Linked DNA regions of Mus musculus: regions 2 and 3 are each linked to region 1. Evidence: chromatin contacts called from public Hi-C data. All regions are on one chromosome and are shown on one strand. Each heading gives the region's core, a stretch centred on a gene start, on an enhancer-like site or on the middle of the called end of the contact. The rest is flanking DNA. Distances are from core to core; before and after follow the strand shown.

Region 1 (4,601 bases), core at 1,111-3,610:
AAGAGTTTATTTGGGTTTACAGTTTGAGGTACAGTCCATCATGACCAGGACATCCAGAAAGGAGCTTGAGGCTGCTGGTCACACTGCATCTGGAGTTAGAAAACAGAACAAGTCCTTAGGGACCATTTTTTAAACGGAATGATAGGACCTTAGGGACCATCTCTAAATAGGAGCCAGCACCCAGTGTCTCCTTGTCAGCCCGCAGTCACACCAGGCTTGCCTGCTTCGGATCCCACCTCATTAAGAAATAAAGCAAGGGTGTTAATATGTGAAGAGAGGGAGGGACCCGCACTGAGGTGGCAACAATTACTTCCTCGAGTGTGTAAAGGGGTGGGTATGAGGTCCCACATTTCTTTGCATGTGTTTTTTTTTTTTTTTGTTACTTCTGTTGTTACTAGTTTTTATCAGTGTGTGTGTGTGTGTGAGACCTGAGGAACAGCCATGCTTAGGCCAGCAGGGCACGCTGCTTTAGTATATTGAGGGATCATGTTGGCACCACACAGCTCCTGCCTCAAAGAGAAGAAGATAAAACGTGTTCTTGAGCCAAATCTATGAGTGAGTGGCTGGGCCCTGGGAGCACAGATGCAGTGTTCAGGAGAGCTCTGGTGCAGAAACTGTCTCATGAAGGCTTTAAAGTGACAGAAGAAAAAAAGACAGCCCACAGATCAAGGCTCTTGACAAACATGTCCGTGGAAACACCAAGCAGGAGTTGACAGAGAAGAAGAAAATCTTTCCTGTGGGGCCTGTCCAACTTCAGTCCCACAGTGACACACGTAGCCCAAGATAGCCCACATGTAGCCCAACATGACATCACAAAGGTACTCAAAACATAATCTTAATTTTTTTCTTTCAAAACTAAATTATGCACTTTTTCAAGGAGGAGCTTTTGTTGTGGGAGGTTGAACACACCTATATGATGCTGCCCCAGAGCACCTATAGCTCACAAGTTGGTGAAAGCTATTGATGTGCCCCACAGGTTTCAAGTGAAAGCTACAAGGTTGTTAGGTCAGACCCTGAGGCGGTCAACAGCTGACTGTCAAGGGGGCTGAGATCCACGGTGATTTGTCTCTGGATTTGCACCATTCCAACCCTTCAGAAACACCAGGACCTAATCAGCCAATCTGACCTTGAAGGCTCTTCAGCATGGCCCTGGCTGTTTATTTTCCTTGAAAATTCAGTTCAGAAGTATTTAGTCTCCACTTGATTTGTTTTGGATGTGAAGGATTTCAGACACAGCAATCTGTCACTGCTCGTGTGGCATGCCACATGTGAACGTCGTCACAGGTTGATTCCCGAGGAACGGCCATCCTGCCCTCGGTTTTATAAACTGAAGGAATCACACATCAAAGTGTGGAGTTTAGCAAAAGAACTCTGGGTGTTCTGAGCTTCTGACAATCTCAGGCTGGGTTGTCATGAACCCAGTTCTGCTCTCTGTGCAGTCTTATGGAAGACATTCCCACGAGAAAGGCACTGACCTATTTCCCATGTACCTTGCACTTCCGAATGACATGGTAGCCAGGTACCCGAGCTTTGTTCATCCCAAGGGATACTCCGGACCCAGGGAGACAGCCTTCACCCTCATCAGAGCAGCTGTGACCACTTGTAAGAGAACCTCAAGATCTGCTCTGTTGCCTGCTGGCGTCCCCTCACAGAAGGAGGCGGTGAACAGGGCCATCTGACCCGATCTCAGATTCCAGCTGCTTTCTCCTGAACCTCCCAGCTAGCTGTATTTGGTTTTGACCTAATTGCACAGGGCCTGGTGTGAGCTCAGGAGTACTTATATGGAGTGTGGAGGATTAACTGAAGGTGAACCCCACCCCATGCAGCTGTGAGAAAAATCCTCACCTACGCGATAGTGGTGGGGTTGCTGTGGAGTCCTGAGTCACTCTAAATAACTGCCCACGCAGGCTCTGTAAATAAGCCCCATAAAGTCACCCCCTAAAGCTGGACTTTGGTAGAACTGTACTTCATTTACCGTTGATGCCCCGGGAGAGGGGCATTGATTCGTTTATATCTCTGCAGAGAACGGGATCCCTCAACACCAGTTGATCTTACTGTGCTTGCTTGAATCCCAGTTCACAGGGAGTAGCTGTGTCTCACCCATTCTCTTTCCCAGGCTCAGCATATGCACACTCGTCTTTTTGTGTCTCTTGTGCATGCCTCATCGGTGCCTCTAGGAGAGTGGACCAAAAAAACCGTTAATCTCAAAGAGTCAGACCCTGGGATCCCGCCAGGTTTGGCTGCTCCGTTAGCTATTCTCAGGCACTTCCTGTCCCCTCAGGCCTCAGCCTTCCCATCTGTAGAGCTTCGACTTAGATAGCAGCTTGCTGTGGCTCCATCTGCCACTAAGGAATCCCTTGGGGTCCTGGACAGATGGCTCTCGGGCCATGCCCACTTCTGCCAGCATCAGAATGTACGGCCCAGGAGACAGTGCGGGTCTCATTCAGCGGCTCTTGTCTGAAAAAAAGAAAAATGAAAAGACAAACAAAAAACAAAAACAAAAAAACAAACAAAAAACGGTGCTTAAATTTAGCCAAAAGCTAGTTTCCTGTCACATTCACCTGGAACGCTCAAGCTGACTGACCAAGCGAAGGAAGAAACTCTTCTCGGGACAGCTGTCCAATGGGAGAACAACTCTCAACTGGCCAGCAGCCTGCCTCCTCCTCCCTTGGCTTCCCCTCCCCAGCATCAGCATGCACACATGCTCGCTTGTTCTGCCGTCTGATTCCTCCACAATCAGCATCCACGGAAAGATGCGTGATGTTGGCTGGGGCTGTGATCCTTCAGACGTTGGAAGCCCAGTCCCCTTTCCAAGGCCAGTCCCTGTTATCAGACTAGCCTCCTAGGGATGATGGGGTCACCCTGTAAAATGTCCCCAGGCTGGAACAAGAGGCGGCAGAGCTCTTAGAGACCGGGTGACTGGTATTTTTTGAGATATGCTGGTTTCTATAGGCAGCGAGTGATGGAGGAGGCCCTTGCTTTCAACCCAGCTGAATCCTGTCTAGGCTCGGGCAGCTCATTGTTCTGGCTTGTCAGGAGGCTTGCCTTACCCAGAGTATTTCTTCCACCACATTAGCCACCCCCTGAGCTTTGATCTGCAAATTTGACAAGCGGCCCTGTTAGGTCTTTATCCAAGCCATTGATAGAATCACTGGACAGGGACAGGGCGAGGACAGGTGCACTCCACACAAGACCTCCCTCCACCTTGATATAGATCCATGAGTCAATGAGCCCCTCGCTGTCATTTAGGCTGTTCTGTTCTATCTGCCAGCAGAAGCTTCCACCCATCTGCCTGTGGTGACAGAGAGGGCACTTCACAAGGCTTCCTCTGAAGCTTGCATGGGAAGACTCCACGCCCCCGTGAATTTGTCTGCTGAAGATGTGCCCTCCCTGCAGCCCTGGGCCAGCCACGCTGACTTGCTCTGTGCTTGTCCTGCCCCCTTCCCCCATGGGGCACTCTTCATCAGTGTCTGTGCTGGGACATTCCCAAGGGTCCTTCCCCTTGGCAGAGCAGGGCCATAGGGTTAACCAAATGCCCTGTCCTGAAGCCTGCACACGGTAATACAGATGTGCAGGGCATCTGGGTGGAGGCTATACATCTTCATTTTTCTGATCCCCTCTCTCCCAGTTCAAGGAAGAGCTCCAATAGCTACTTAGCCAGTCGGAGCGTACAAACGTTCATATCTTTCCATTCTTCAGTGGATCTTGCAGGGTCTGTATTAGATGATCCCTGTCTTTGTCCCTTGGTGGGGGGCGGGGGGGAGGCATTGTGTTTCATTGTGTTTTTTAAAGCTGCTGTTTCCTGACACATAACTGCGATGCGAGATTCAGTTCTTCGTGTCTCCACATAAAGTTACATGTGAGCAGCTGAGTTCCTGTGCCTGTTTTCATACCACTGAATGGAATTCAGGCACTGAGCACTCCCAGGGCCAAATGCTGTGGTCATTGGCCAGTGGCAGAGGACATCTTCAGAGACCATTGGGACACAGCTGACCTCATCAGTGAGTAGAGGAAATGTCAGCTCCCAGGCTAACTCACCACCTACCTCAGGAGTGTGTGAAAATGCTTACCTGGCAGAGTACAGAGTGGTGGTCACAGTGGGGAGTGGAAAAGACAGACCCCACTACCCTTATAACACAGACATAGAAAAAGGCCAACAGGACACAGACCTCCGTATTATCAAAAGGAGCAACATAAAATGGCAAGGGGCTCGTGGCAGAGAGAAAGGTAACTAGAGGTAGGCACAAGAGAAAGTAAGAGATTGAAGGCCATGCCTGGAAATGTTGGTGTGTGGTCTGGCAAGGGGCAGCAGGGTAAGGGAACAGGGCCGATGTTGACCAAGGCCCTGTAGATAGAGGACTGGGTTCTGCTCTCAGAGGACAAAGCACTGGGCGTTTGAACATGGCAATCTGCCATGAAATGACTTGCTTTTTGTAATGGTTGGAGTAGACTTGCAAAGAGTATTACTCGTGTGTTCTGTGTGAGGTATAGGGACCTGCGGGTCAGAGTCATGTGTGTTTTGGTTTGGTTTGGTTTTGCCAATGATCACTGCTCCTTTTTCAACCTACCTTCCCTCCCTCTTCATTTTGTTAGTAATAATT
Region 2 (4,491 bases), core at 1,459-3,958, 340 kb after region 1:
AGAGAGAGAGAGACAGAAGAGGGAGAAGAGGGGGGTGTGTACTAAGGATGGCACCAAAATCTGTCTGTTGACACATCTCACAGAAGCTCTCCCAGCCCATACCTTACAACACCCCAGGACTCAACCTTGGGTTGAACATGCCAACAGAATGACCGAGTGATGGCTCATTGGTTCAGAGCTCTTGTTGCTCTCCCAGAGGGCTGGGTTCCAGTACTCACATGGTGACTCACAACTACCTGTGATCCCAGTTCCAGAGGGACCTGATGCCCTCTGCTGGCCTCTGAGGCATGAAAACAGTGCACAAAACTGCACACATGCAAGTGCCACCCCCTCCCCCCATACACACTCATAAATAAAAAATAAGTAAGTCTGTTTTAGAAAGCCCTCAAAGGTTCCAACAGTACCTTGACTCTTTCTCACCACAATACCTGGCTCATGGATGTGATTGCATTTTCCTTGCTATTCTTCAAACCTGAACTTCTCAGGGAGAGAGAAATCTAAGTATAATTGTTTTTCTGGTCCCACATGCCTGACATCGAGTAGATACCCAATAAAAGCATGTTGTGTGAAGGATGTCTGTCTCTGAGAAGAATTTCAGGGAAGACAGGATGAAGTGGAGTATGCATGGATTTAGAGCTTTGTTCCTTTTGCAGGTTAAAAGGCTTTGATCAACAGAAGGCATATGACAGCAGTTTCAGACAGCCATTTTCAACTTTGTAGAACCTGGCTGAGGGACCCCCCCTCCTTAGGTTAGGGGGGAGAGAGATATGTCTATCTGGAATATTCGAGACAAAATGTGCTACCACCCTGCCCTCCTGACAATGTCAGGATGTCTGGTTTCTGCAGACTGTCCTCCCTACAGGAAAGTGAGACTGGGGAAGCTATCCTGGAGAAGATGGTACCCAGAAAACCTGGATCTTAGTTAAACAGGAAATGGAAGTCAGAAATTAGTGGGAAACCCCCTTGGTAGGCATGTTCATATTACAGAGAGACCATTACCAGGGGCTAGGCAGTGAGAAGCCTGACTCCATTTCACTAGCACTGTTTTGGATGTATATGTGCTTCTGAGAGCAAGTACTTGTGCATTCTATGCATGTGTGCACGTGTGCATGGCAAATATGCATGTGCATATTCATTCATGTGGCTGTGGCCATGCGACATGTATGTATGTCTATGCATGTGTGTGCACATGCATGTGTGGTCACATGCTGTACATGTATGCACATGTATATTTTTGCATGTGTGCATGCACATGTGTGCTCTATATAGCATACATGTGTGTATATGTGTGCATGTATGTGGAGGTATGTGTGACCATGTAGCATGCATGTGAATGTCAGTGCCTTGTGCATGTACCTATGTAGGGGAGTGTGTGCCTATAGCCACATGATATACATGTAGCTTGTGTAGAAACAAGCTTGTGGCATGCATGTATCCAAGTGGAGTGTGTATGGAGTTCAGCTATGTGGTGTGCGTGTGTGCATGAACATGGTGCGCATGTGGAGTGCGTATGTGTCTGCGTATGTATACAACCTGGGTACTTGCCCTCCTTCAGCCCCTCAGCAACGTTCTCTATGTCCTGGTCTGTTTAAATGCCACACTGGACCAGGGTGCAAGGGGAAAGGCTTATGCTGGTATGCACCAAGTAGCTTGTGGGGAAAAGCCTCCATTTCTAATGAGATCTTGTGTGGGGGTACCACCCCTTCCCATGCAGAACAAACACCAATGAGAAGCCTAACTGGGCCTGCTGTTAGCATGTTCACTGGTGCACAGGAAGGGAATGGAATCGACCTTCATGGCCATGGACCTACAGGGCCACCTGGGGAAAACACCAGCTTTTAGAGTTTCTTCCTGGAGTGCAAGGAACTTACAAGGGAAAGTGGAAGTGACCCGATTCCGCTGGTTTACAGGGGCAAACCCGTTGTCCAACGGCAGGAATGCACATCAGAGTTGTAGTCTTCGCTACCCTCCTCAGAAAACCAGACCAGGGACTTTATCCTGCACACACTCTGGAAAATGGATGAGAGAGAGGAACCACAGGCCATGGCCTGGGGGCAGAGGCTGTGGTACACGGGAGTCAAGGAAGTGCATCAGGAAGATGCAAAGGAATGTCTTCTTAGGGTAGACACACAGAGCCCACAGGATGGCAAGTTCTAGAGACAGGGTGCAGGTGCGCTCAGATGCTCTCTGGTGGGCTCAGAGCAACAAGGCATACTCAGGAGCCCTGGTGCTGGGCACAAATGGGAAACAGGCTGAAAGCATTATTTGCTTTGAATAAACTTTCGGTTCACTTTCCGGATCAATACCAAACAAGGTCTGGGACCCCAGCGTCCCAGGCCTTTGGTGGAAGACTCTCGCGTGGGGGGGGGGGGGGGGGAAGGGGGTCCCAAGTCACCTAACTTCCCGCTGGCCCTGAGGGTCTTGCGCGCCCAGAGCCCAGGCTACGAGGATGCTGGGCCGTCTCTGTCGCCATCCAGAGGCTCGGCTAGGGCGCGGCGTCCCCTCTGCTCGCCTCCCTCGCCGGTCCCGGGCCAGTGCGAGGCCCCGCCACGCCGGGCACGCGCTCCAGGCGCGCCCCTCGTACTGGTGACGGGGCGCGCTGAGCCGGGGCGCGCAGCGACGCCCAGAGCCGCGGGCTGGCGTCCCCGGGCGGGCGAGCACGGGCGCGGGCGGCGCGGGCGCGGCGCGGGGCGGGCGGCGCGGGGCGCAGTGGGCCGGGGCCCGGGCGCGGCGGCGGCGGCGGAGAAGGAGGAGGAGGAGGAGGACGAGGAAGAGGAGGAGGAGGAGGACGAGGAGGAGGATGGCACGCGCGGGGCCCGCACGTGGAGGCCGGCGCGGGGGCGCGGGCAGGGCCGGCTGCTGAGAAGCGCTGCTGCCCCCCGCGCGGGCACCGCGGCTTCAATGGCGCCATCGCCCAGGACCAGCAGCCGGCAAGATGCGACCGCCCTGCCCAGCATGTCCTCAACTTTTTGGGCATTCATGATCCTGGCCAGCCTGCTCATCGCCTACTGCAGTGAGTACCGTGCACCCGGGCCCCATAAGGGCCTCGGGTCCTCCAAGCGGCCCCAGCCCCAGCCCCGGCGGGGCGCCCCGCGTCGGTGCGGAGTTGCGAGCGCGTGGCGCGCGGTCCCGGGTCTTGGCCGCTGTTCCGCTGGCCCGGGAGGGCTTGGTGCAGGCGGCTCCGGGGTCCAGACACTCCGCGGCCGGGCACAGCAGCCCCGGCGAGCTTCCGCGGACTAGCCAGCAGGGCCGGCATCAGGCCCAGGCAGGCACAGCGCGTCCCTGCGCGGCGGTGCCCGGTGTCCGCCGTGCGGTCGCCGCTCCGGCCCAGGCTAGCGACCGAGCGGAGCTTCCCGCCGGCGACACTCCCTCCGGGGACTTATGGGGACGCAGCAACCGAGCCCGAGCGGGACTCCTCGGGCAGGACCGCGGCTTGGGTTCCTCCGACGCGTGGTGGAGCCTCTGCCTTGCTAGGAAGCGGGCTCGCCAGATGCTTTCTGTAAAAGGAGAAGTAAGGGAACGGATGCCTCTGGAGGGGAGGGCCCGCTACCGCTGCAAGGGTGGTTCGGAGGAATGAACTGACGACCCAGTGGGTCTGGCAAGGGCTGCGGAGGGAGGTGCGGGCTGGTCGGAGCCTGGCACGGGGTTCTGGAGCTGGGCTTAGGCTGGGACCCGGACGATGGGTGATCTTATCAGTAGGTCTTATCTGGGTACCGATAATCTGAGTCCTGGGTACAGTCTTGGGGCTGGTGTAGTATGGGTAGGCATCATCTTGGCTGGTGTCTGCTGACTGTCGGAAGCTGTTGGGGTGGGTAGAGGCTGGTTAGAGTCCCGGGCATAGGCTCTATAAGAGATGGGCGCTTGCCTGGTTACAGTTTCTGCCTTCCTTCCCGTCTCTGCGGGAAGAAAAACTAGTGCCAGTGAACACCTGTCATGAAAAAAATGCCACAGGCAAGGGAGGTGATGACAAAATATGGATTCTTTACTAATTTAAAATAAAAGGCCATCACCAAGTGGTTCCTCTCACTCCTCCCTCCTTTCCCCGGCCATCGCTCGAGCCTGGGGCCTCCTAGTTCCCAATCCTAGCTCTGAAATGAAATTGCAGCAGTCTTGAGACTCAAGTCGAGGCCGAATATGTCATCAGAGTCCTGGGACAACTCTGAATGGGGATAGCTCAACCCCCAACATGGTCGAGGCATCTTAAGGGAAATGCTAGTGAGCCCAGAGGAACTACTCAGTCTGCATATGCCTGTGCTGCTGTGGCGCCTTGAGGTTCATCAAGCAAGAGACTGGCTGCTGACAGTATTCTAACCTGGCTGCCCTAGGATAGGGAAAGGAAGCTGGTGGGCTGAGCCACAGGAGAGTACTCACTGCTTAGCCTTCTGTAGCCTGCCGGCTTCTTTCAGGGGCTTCTTCCCAGGTACCATTGAGCCTAGATTCCTTAATGATACAGGACGGGTTAAAGATGGGTAAACTCCAGAGATAGACAGG
Region 3 (4,648 bases), core at 1,423-3,922, 440 kb before region 1:
GAGGCTTTTCCCTACTTTCTCCTCTATAAGTTTCACTGTCTCTGGTTTTATGTGGAGTTCCTTAATCCACTTAGATTTGACCTTAGTACAAGGAGATAGGAATGGATCGATTCGCAGTCTTCTACATGATAACCGCCAGTTGTGCCAGCACCATTTGTTGAAAATGCTGTCTTTTTTCCACTGGATGGTTTTAGCTCCCTTGTCAAAGATCAAGTGACCATAGGTGTGTGGGTTCATCTCTGGGTCTTCAATTCTGTTCCATTGGTCTACTTGTCTGTCACTATACCAGTACCATGCAGTTTTTATCACAATTGCTCTGTAGTACAGCTTTAGGTCAGGCATGGTGATTCCACCAGAGGTTCTTTTATCCTTGAGAAGAGTTTTTGCTATCCTAGGTTTTTTGTTATTCCAGATGAATCTGCCGATTGCCCTTTCTAATTCGTTGAAGAACTGAGTTGGAATTTTGATGGGGATTGCATTGAATCTGTAGATTGCTTTTGGCAAGATAGCCATTTTTACTATATTGATCCTGCCAATCCATGAGCATGGGAGATCTTTCCATCTTCTGAGATCTTCTTTAATTTCTTTCTTTAGAGACTTGAAGTTCTTATCATACAGATCTCTCACTTCCTTAGTTAGAGTCACGCCAAGGTATTTTGACCAAGCACAGCCCAATCTAGCTCATGTAGCCCAGTCCAAATCAATCCAGTCCAATCTTTCACCCCTACCCTCAACCTAGCCCAGCTCAGCCCAGCCCAGCCCAGCCCAGCAGCCCAGCAGCCCAGCAGCCCAGCAGCCCAGCAGCCCAGCAGCCCAGCAGCCCAGCAGCCCAGCAGCCCAGCAGCCCAGCCCAGCCCAGCTCAGCCCAGCCCAGCCCAGCCCAGCCCAGCTCAGCCCAGCCTAGCCCAGCCAAACCTAATCCAGCTCAGCCCAGCAGAACCAGCATCCCTACTTGTATGTCACCTGCCACAGTCTCTATGAGACTAACCAGACACTTCTGTTGTGTCCTCTGTGCCCATGCCAGGAGTCCTGCATCCTGTTAGAGAGCCCCTAGTACTCATAGATAGAACATGGTTGTGTTTGGTGCCTCCTCCTCCTACCCAGATCCTGTCACTGCTCTGTGCCTCCAAATTCATGTGCCCATGGGTCCTTCCCATCCAAGGGAAGGGATGCAGCTATAGCATCCAAGAGTGGCTCCTCCAGGGAAAACATGGAACAGATGACAATCATGGAGACTTGGTGCCATGTCTTCCTCCATAATGATTGTTCTCCAGAAAGCACAACCACAATGCCATAGACATGGTATTGTGAATTCAATGAAGACAAAGAAAGACTTGGACAATGTTGCTCTGGGTCAGAAAGTCCCAAAAGAGAGTCCTTATAGATGACAGAAACCACATGAAGATGTGTTAGTTCCTTTACTTGCGGTTGCAGCAAATACCTGACAAAAGCAAGTTAAGGGAGGAAGGATTAGTCCTGGCTCATAGTTTGATGGTGCAGTCCACCATGGTTGGGACGTTATGGTGGCAAGAGTGTGTGGCAGCTGGTCACATTGTACCCATAGTCAGGAGGCAATGATGAGCGTCGGTGGTCAGCTGTCTTTCTTCTCTTCAGTCTAAACTGCAGCCTAGGGGATGGTGCCGCCCAGATTGAGGGCGAGTCTTCCACCCTCTCTTTACTGAATCAAGAAATTTTCTCACAGTCATACTCAGAGGTTTGTCTTCAGGGATTGCAGATACTGTCACTATTAACCATCACCTAGCTGGAGCCCTACAGTGTCTGGAGCCTTCAGGAGCTGTAAGAGGTGGGCAGGAGCCTCTCCTGGGGCTGTCCGAGAGGTTAAACCCAGGGACGTCTGGTTTTCAGACGTCTGGCTTGTAGTATGAAGAGAAAACAGCTTTCTGTTGTTTTCAGTCGCTGAGCATGTGGTGATTTGTGGGGTAGCCCTAGGAAGCTAATACACTCGAAATACTGCTTACATGTCTCATTAACATCGATTCTGCAAGCTGCTTGTCATGTTCCTGCTCCATCGCAGGTGAACTGTGGTTGGTAGAGCAACAGCGCACATCCACGCAGCTGTGCTCCCCACTCCCCAGGTGGAGCCTGCTTGTTGGGTCCCTGATGTGATACTTTCCTCCTACTCACTCTGCCTGTGTCTCCTTCTTGCTTTATGCCAGCTCCCGGGCCCTTTGTCTCTGCAGTATTTGTCTCTGAGGCAGCAAGCAGCTCTCCTGCAAACAGTTGGCCCTGGAGGGCTGGATGGATGGCGTGGCTGGTGCTGAAGAGGCAGATGGCTTGGTTCATTAGGAGCAGGCCATATGTCCATCAGATGGGCATGTCCAAAACTCACTAATTTGGACAAACCAGCTCATTCAGATTGGCGAGTGTTCACCGAGCCATGGTGCTAGGGGCTGGAGATTTGAAGGTAATTCCTGTTTGAGGAAAAGACATGGTACCAGATTATGTTGAGCCTTTAAAAAAAATTAGAATTTGATTGTATTCGCTGAGCACAATTTGGAAACTAAAGGTAAAACAAACCTTAAAAACATAGGTGTCATTTATAAGTGCCTCACCTGGAAACAGTCAGATTGCAGGTGCAGGCCCTGGCTATGTAAGACTTGGGGCCTGTGACACAGTAACCTGGCAGCTGACTCCTCACCCTGACTTCCTTCTGCCACTTGGCTCCGGTCACCTGTGTCAGTCTCCACAGCTGAGTCCGAGTTGGCTCAGCTGCTTTCTCGTACCTCAATTGATTGGATCAGTCTCCTGTTGTGGAGAATTTATGTTCTTCCAGGTTTTAAAGTCTCATCATTATTTTGAAAAGCATATTAGTCTTATATTGTAAAATTACTGCCTGCCATGGAAAAATTACAACAGTGCCAAAAATTCTAAGAGAAGCCACCTGCCCCACCTCCAGACCCCAGAAGAGTGGCAAGATGGCTCCTTTCTAGACGTTTTATGCACCCACAGCACCCACCCTTCACCTGTGTGGCTTCTCCTGTGGAATCCAAGGCATGCTGGGTATAATACATGTCTCCTCTATTATCTACTTTGGAATGCAAGCATACAGGTCACAGTACACCATGTCTGCTGTCTAACATTCAGTAATCATCATCCTCCCCCTCTTCCCTCCTTTCTTATCTGCCTCTCTACTATCTATCAATCTATCGTCTTTCATCTATCTATTGACCAGTCAGCTACCAATCACCTGCCATCTATCAACCTATCATCTGTCTATATATGTGCATATATGTATATCTGTGTTATCTATCTGTCTATCTATCTGTCTATCTATCTGTCTATCTATCTATCTTTCTATCTATGATCTATCTATCCATTCAACTATCTAATCTATCATTATATTTCTAAATCTATCATCTATTATCTATCTATAATCTATCATCTGTCTGTCTATCAATCTATCAATTAACGATCTGTCTATCTATCTGTCATCTATCCATCGCCATCATCATCGTCATTGTCATTGTCATCATCTATCTTCTATCTATTATTATATTAGTCCCTTTTCTGTTGCTGTGTTGAAATACCACGAGCAAAGGCAATTTAAAGAAGAGAGGGTTTATTTTGGCTCACGGTTTCAGATTAAAGTCCACCATGGCAGGAAGGCATGGCAACAGGAACAGAAAGCTGTGATACCATATCCTCAGGCACAAGCATGGAAAACAGCAAACTGCAAGTGGGGCAAAGCTATGAGCTTTCAAATCCCACCTCACATGACATGCATCCTGCAGCAACCTATCCAACAGTAGCACCAACTGAGAACCAGGTGTTAAATGCTTGAGCTAATGGAGGACCTGTCTCATTCAAACCACTGTAATCGTCTACTGTGTGTGTATGCACATGAATACGTATCTATTAGCTATCTATATCATCTATCAGTCTATACAGATATGCACAAGTATATTTATCTATCATCTATCTATCTATCTATCTATCTATCTATCTATCTATCTATCTATCTATCTATCATCTATCCATTCATCCTCTATTCATCTTTTATCTGTCACAGGAAAGGATCACTTAGCACATGTTCTCCTTTCCACTGCACATACATCACACATCACTTCATATTAGCTCATATCATTTTCCCTCACTTTTGTAAGCTTCGTGTTCTAGAACACTCCAAGCATGTGGGCAGGTAGGAGGTGGTTTAGAGCCTCTTGTCCTGCTCTGCCCACAGTTTCCATAACTGGCCTTTTCAGAGAGAATCCTGGAGACCAAATATAGACTTGTGTGATATAGAGATCCCATTTAGCTGAACATCAGTGGATAGCCACATACCCTGGAGTATTTTAGCAGCATGAACTGCACTTGATTAGGTTTTTTTTTAAAAAGGACACAGAATTGAGTGGGTATGTAAGAGAACCTAGATCTGGAGGACTTGAAGGTAGGGATGGATATGATCAAAACACACTGTACAGAATTCTCAAATAACTAATTTAACCCTTGCTCCCCAATACAGGCTGGTGGCATCTCCCCCTCAGCACGTCAGCATCTGTCCTGAAAGGAAATTCTATTGCTTTGTCGAGTCATGAGCAGCCAGGTTTCTCCCTTACGTTGCTAGGACATCTCTTAATTAAAAAACAAAAACAATTTACAACATGAATTGTTCAATGTTTATTTTTAT

What was found. Hi-C and Micro-C count contacts between places; a contact is called where the count stands out from the background.
Region 2: a contact with region 1 is called in a Hi-C map of cerebellum, with 3 times the contacts expected there. The contact joins the promoter of Tafa5 here to the enhancer-like site in region 1. A contact is called at or near these places in 3 of 39 promoter capture datasets (hippocampal neurons and liver), 6 of 484 Hi-C or Micro-C datasets (cerebellar granule neurons, cerebellum, cerebral cortex and 1 more) and 4 of 115 datasets of contacts at active chromatin or transcription factors (embryonic forebrain, forebrain, neural tube and 1 more).
Region 3: a Hi-C map of cerebellum shows a contact between it and region 1, with 1.6 times the contacts expected there. The contact joins two enhancer-like sites. A contact is called at or near these places in 4 of 484 Hi-C or Micro-C datasets (cerebellar granule neurons, cerebellum and embryonic stem cells).

Annotation. Positions count from the first base shown.
Region 1 is chr15:87,198,166-87,202,766 of GRCm38.p6, forward strand. All of the region lies in intron 2 of A930027H12Rik (RIKEN cDNA A930027H12 gene), which reads left to right. Among named protein-coding and RNA genes, the nearest start is that of A930027H12Rik, 100 kb to the left of the region's middle. Within about 2 kb of position 2,361, at least 10 of the 459 cell types and tissues checked have an H3K27ac peak or open chromatin away from gene starts, as enhancers often do. A contact at or near this core is called in cerebellar granule neurons and cerebellum, where this site is marked.
Region 2 is chr15:87,541,591-87,546,081 of GRCm38.p6, forward strand. It overlaps Tafa5 (TAFA chemokine like family member 5), which reads left to right and starts at 2,709. Exons shown (of 4, transcript NM_001252310.1): 1 at 2,709-3,013. The coding sequence starts at 2,902. It overlaps Gm35471 (a long non-coding RNA gene), which reads right to left and starts at 2,383. Exons shown (of 3, transcript XR_384322.2): 1 at 1,872-2,383.
Region 3 is chr15:86,761,524-86,766,171 of GRCm38.p6, forward strand. 4930543I03Rik (a long non-coding RNA gene) reads left to right here. Exons shown (of 5, transcript XR_875537.3): 4 at 2,178-2,425; 5 at 4,484-4,611. Among named protein-coding and RNA genes, the nearest start is that of Gm52184, 25 kb to the left of the region's middle. Within about 2 kb of position 2,673, at least 4 of the 459 cell types and tissues checked have an H3K27ac peak or open chromatin away from gene starts, as enhancers often do. A contact at or near this core is called in cerebellar granule neurons and cerebellum, where this site is marked.